2 separate regions of the Gossypium hirsutum genome follow, and region 1 is linked to region 2. A link is a contact called in public Hi-C data. All regions are on one chromosome and are shown on one strand. The core of a region is the stretch at or near the end of the contact, and the rest is flanking DNA. Distances in the headings are between cores, read along the strand shown. Region 1 has its middle 4.4 kb from the start of LOC107932034. Region 2 overlaps LOC107932061 (a long non-coding RNA gene).

What was found. A called contact is a pair of places that touch in the nucleus more often than the background predicts.
Region 1: a contact with region 2 is called in a Hi-C map of leaf, with 2.3 times the contacts expected there. The contact joins two enhancer-like sites. A contact is called at or near these places in 10 of 34 Hi-C or Micro-C datasets (anther, fibers and leaf).

What each region holds. Positions count from the first base shown.
Region 1 is chrD13:60,577,074-60,579,773 of Gossypium_hirsutum_v2.1, forward strand. No RefSeq gene overlaps it. Among protein-coding and RNA genes, the nearest start is that of LOC107932034, 4.4 kb to the right of the region's middle. Within about 2 kb of position 1,263, at least 1 of the 9 cell types and tissues checked has an H3K27ac peak or open chromatin away from gene starts, as enhancers often do. A contact at or near this core is called in leaf, where this site is marked.
Region 2 is chrD13:60,532,483-60,535,259 of Gossypium_hirsutum_v2.1, forward strand. It overlaps LOC107932061 (a long non-coding RNA gene), which reads right to left. Exons shown (of 5, transcript XR_001693331.2): 5 at 976-2,777. Among protein-coding and RNA genes, the nearest start is that of LOC107932061, 4.0 kb to the right of the region's middle. Within about 2 kb of position 1,284, at least 7 of the 9 cell types and tissues checked have an H3K27ac peak or open chromatin away from gene starts, as enhancers often do. A contact at or near this core is called in leaf, where this site is marked.

The sequences.
Region 1 (2,700 bases), core at 13-2,512, 45 kb after region 2:
CCTTTCGTAACTCTTTATACGATTAGAATTTTAACAATTCAACTGTTTAATAATGATTTATATATAACATTTTAGATTGATACGAGGGAGATATCGGATCGGTTTAAAAATTTGCATGCACGACAAGTACAATTATATCGATAAATTCAATAGTTGAACAGATATAAACGGGTCCCTTCCCTATAAAATAATATTTATATATATTGATACTAATAATTTTTATTATATAAATTTCAAAATATTTACATATGTTTTTTTAATGTTTATGAATATATATATTCTTTGAATTGCAGAGTACGGATGAGCAGGACAAGAATTCTAAATGAGATCATCAATGGGAGTAAACGACGCAATGCATTACATATACAGCCCAACCACTCATGATTCCATATCTACATGATCTTTGGAATGAAAGATAACATGACGGTCCATCTATCCACATTAATTAATATATGGAGCATTTTAACCCATTCTTTTTAATACAAAATATTAGAGATGTTGCGGATTGTATTTTAACTCGATTGATATTAGTATTGTTGTTAGTGTAGGAGATTATGGGTTCGAGTGCGTTGAAGCTCATTATCCTCCTATTTAAGGGTTCAGGAAGGGCTATGTCTAGTTCTAAACATTGTATCAAAAAGAGCAAATATGATAATAACATATAATGAGATTAATGTTCAAAATATTAGACCTGTTTGTAGGTCGAATTTGTTCGACTTGTTTTGGGTCGAGTGCAGATTTGTTTTCCTAATTTTGAGTTGGATTGATTTATTGTTTGGGTAAACTATATTTGTAGTCATCCAATTATTGGTAAGTTTCATTTTGGTCATCCAATTATAAAAAAACATACAAAATGATCAACTAATTGTTTGATTTTGTCTTTTTTAGTCACTAGCTATTAAAAGGTGACATAAAGCTAACATGACAACTTTTATGGGTATATTCGGAATAAAGAGGGATCAGAGAGGTCTTTTTACTGAAATAATTGAAACAAACAAGAAAACAAAAATGAAAAAGGAGTACCAACAAGTGGTTGTGTACAATGGTAAGGCACATTACACTCTCGAAAAGAGAACGTAGGTTTGATCCCTAAAGACAATATTATTAAAAATAGTAGTTATAAATTCCAAATATAAACAGTAAAACGAACTTGTAAAAGAAAGAAAAAAAAAGGCATTTTGAAACTCTTAATAAGGGTCTTTTTACGTCTAGTCCTTGGTGTCTTATAGGCTGGGAAAGCCCGAGACTAACCAACTATAACGCCCACATAGAACCTTTTATGGGCCTAAGCCTCAAGGCATACTATATTTACTTCATATGTATGTACACATATTCTGAGAACTTATCTGTACTAACTAGATTATGTGATTTTGACTTGATTATTGTGATTTTTTAAAATTATTTTTTATTTAGAAGTTATTCTTTTAACATGCTTTGATACTCATGGGTGTTGCATATAAGAGTGTGTCCTACATGCAAAAAGAAAAAAAATTTATCAATTTCAGTGACTGTCGAGTTTCAGGTTATAGTGTCTGATTATGAAATTTATTTGTCCGTTGGCTTGATTAACCCATTTAATACAAAGAAAGCAATCATGAGAGTCAACTTTCTCTCTTATATATATCTCGTCCCATTCTCTTTCCACTAAAAATCTTCCCAATCTCTTCTAGAAAAAAATAAGTTTTCTAGAAAAGAATGGTCACTTTAAGGTATGTTCTAAATATATGATAAAATTTTCAACTCAATTTTTATAAAAACTTTTGCTATATTTGCATAAACTCGATATAATTTAAAATCTTTGAAGGCTAATGAGCGTATCTTAGACCATTTGAAGAGTGTTAGATTGTCGAGACCTACAAAAATTAAATCTACTTGAAAATATAATATTAGCAAATAACGGCTAGTAGGGTCATATCCACAATAATAATTTTACAGTAAAAGAAACAAGTAAAGTAAAATTAGGAATTTTGAAAATTCAAAGGGAAAAACTTTAGCCAAAGGTAAAATCTTTGTTTGATTCATAGATTCGATCATCGAAGCAAGGAGATCTTCAATGTCTTTAATAAATTAGTTCTAGTTACTAATTCAATGCCGAGCAACCAATCTCTCATTGCTTGTTCAGTAACTAAGAGGCAATTCGTTTAAAATTACTTCCCCAACCAATAAATAACCTTATAACTCAATGCCTAATATTTAACTTACTGACAACATTAAAAACGAAAGACATTTAATTCTAACAGAAAAAACTCACTTCAACAAGGTTTATTTAAGCTAGACCATACATCAACACCACATAATTATAAACTACAACATAAACAATTATGTAATTATTTTAATTGATTAATCATTTTAAGTTTATATGTTTCATACACAAATAATTTTATTAATCTAATATGAAAATAATTTTTTATATTTATTTTTTAAAATATGTATAAATAATTATATTAATCCAATATCTACCAACTAAAAGTTTCTTTTAGGATGAAAAATCACTTTTAATTCAAAAAATTAGTTCTACAATGGAAAAGTCCTCATCTTAATAGAAAACACCCCTAATTCCTATAAACCCATTGATATGGGTATATGATCTCGGTGGGTATAAGGAGGATCCTATCTATTGTTGTTCTTGCTTATTTTGTTTTTGCTACCACAAGATTTGCTGTTTTTTCTAAGGATTCTATTTTCTTTTTCATACCATAC
Region 2 (2,777 bases), core at 34-2,533:
ACACCTAATAAATTCTCTTTTTTTGAAGAAAAATTTATTTTTAAATTTTTCTACAAAAGAGGTAATTTTAGGTCTACGTGAAAATCCAGAGAAAATTAGAGTTCGGGAGTCGGTTACGCGCGAGGAAGGTATTAACACCCTCGCGACGCCCAAAATTGGTATATCGTTAAACGCACGTTGTCTTAATTTTCAAAAATACAAGTTCAATTTAATAGTTAATCGCAATCCGATCAAAATACGGTAAATTTTTTTTGAAACACGAATATTTTTGAAACAATTATTTTTTTTTGAAAACACGAAAAATTTTTAAAACACGAGAATTTTAGAGACACAAAAATTATTAAAAACACGAAAATTTTTGAAGACGCGACGATTTTGAGACACGAGAAATTTTTTGAAAACGCGATTTTTTTAAATGTGAAAATTTGTGAAACACGAGAATTGTTGAAAACACGAAAATTTTTGAAAACACGCAAATTTTTGGAACACGGAAGTTTTTAGAAAATACGAAAAAATTTTTATCATCGAAATTTTTTGAAAACACGAAATTTTTTAAAACACCAGAATTTTAGAAAACACGAGGATTTTTGAAATACGAAAATTTTTGAAAACACGATAATTTTTTTAAAACATGAAAATTTTTGAAAACATCGGAATTTTTGAAGACACGAAGATTTTTGAAACACAGGAATTTTTTTTTGAAAACATGAAAAATTTGAAAAATTGAATTTTTTGAAAATACGGGAAATTTTTTTGAAAACATAAATTTTTTTTAAATTTTTTTGAATTTTTTTCGTTTTTTTAAAAGGGCGTATCGTGTTTAACGCAAACCGGTGATATTCACCCAACATAACGATGAAATCAACTGTTTAATGTTAAATTGATTCGTTGCCTTATTTATTAAAATAATTTAAATAAAATTAAATTGAAATTAAATTAAATTAAATTAAAACGATAAATACAAAAATATAAAAATTCATAAAGTACTAAAAATATTAAAACGAAATAGCATAAAAATACAAGCATTAAATTAAAAGTGAAATAAATGAAATTCCCGAAAAAAAATCCAAAACACGAGCTTGGCCGAATGGTTTACACAAATTGAACCCTTTTTTTCTTTTTTTTTTCCTTCTCTTTTTTCTTCTTTTTTTTCTCCTTTTTTTTCTCTCTGCTGGGCCGGCCCGTTGCGCTGCCTCCTGGGCTGGATCGTTCGGGCTGGCCTGCTAGCTTGCTGGGCCTTGTTGGGAGTTTTTTTGCTTTGGGCCTTGTTTTGTTTCTCTTTCTTTTGTGTTTTTGTTTTTGGGCTGCTCTCTGGCCTGCTAAGTTGCTGGGCTGCTGCTGTGGCCTGCTGGTGCTGTCGGGTCGCGGGAAGGGGCGACCTGACTGTTAAAAAAATTCATTTTCTTTTTCTTTTTTTTTTCCCTTTTCTTCTTTCATTCTTTCTTTTTCTTCTCCTTCATTCAGCCCCCGACAGCGCTTCCCCCAGTCTGGTGCAGTGGTCTTCACCCAGTCTGGTGCAGTGGGCGCACGATGAAGCCCTCCTCTTCTCCTATTTTCTGAAAAAAAGCTCCATCTTTTCTTTATTTCTTTTTCAAATCTCTTTTTTTCTCTCATTTTTTTTGAAATTTTTTTGATGAATGGGGGTTCCTATTTTGGGGGTTTTAAGCCCAATTTATAGCACTATTGGGGATTTGTCGTGGATGGTATGTGGCGATTTCAATGAAATTCTGTACAATTTTGAAAAAAAAAGGGTTTACCGCGAGAAGAATGGCGAATGGAAGCTTTTCGTAAGACATTGGAGGAATGCAATTTATCGGATATTGGGTTTTATGGAAACTGGTTTACCTGGGAACGGGGAAATTTTCCTGAAAATAATAGTCGAGCAGTTAGAGAGATTGCAACTGATGAATGGTTACGAATTTTTCCAGAATTCCAGATTCAGCATCTTCCACATACGTTTTCTGATCATTGTCCCTTATTGGTTCATATCAAAAAGGAAAGCAGTGAGCGAACACAAAAAGAATTCAAGTTTTAAGCATGGTGGGTATTAGAGGATTCGTTTTTTAATGAGGTCAAAAACATCTGGGAACAATCTGAGGGAGATCTCTTATGCAAGCTAAACAGTACGAAAATGGGGCTGGAGCAATGGTCAAGACAAATTCGAAGAGACAAAGAACAAGAGTCAACTGGTTAAGATTAGGGGATAAAAACACAGCTTTCTTCCACGAACAAGCCACACAGAAGAGACAAAGAAATTTGATTCGTAAAATGCAAGATGAAACGGACAAATTACAAGAAATGGAAATGATTGCCAGAATGTATTTCCAAAAACTTTTCTACGCAAGCAGCAAGGCAAAATTTGAGTACGTTTTGTCGTGAGTTCCTCGATGTATATCGAAAGAATATAATGCAATGCTTATGGAGAGATACACGAAGGAATAAATTCAGCAGGCTTTGTCAGAATTAGGGCCCACTAAGGAACCTGGGGAAGATGGATTTCCCGCGTTATTTTATCAGAAATGTTTGGGGATTATTGGAGAAGTAGCTATCTTTTGTCTCAATCGTCTGAATGAAGGAATGTAGACTGATCAAATTAATAAAACAAATATCTTTTTAATCCCAAAAATTTCAAATCCTATGGATATATCATATTTCAGACCCTTTAGTTTGTGTAATGTTCTATACAAATTAATGGCTAAAGTTATTGCAAAACGTCTTCGGAAAATCTTGGACAAATGCATTAATCCTGCACAAAGTGCTTTTGTGCCGGGGAGATT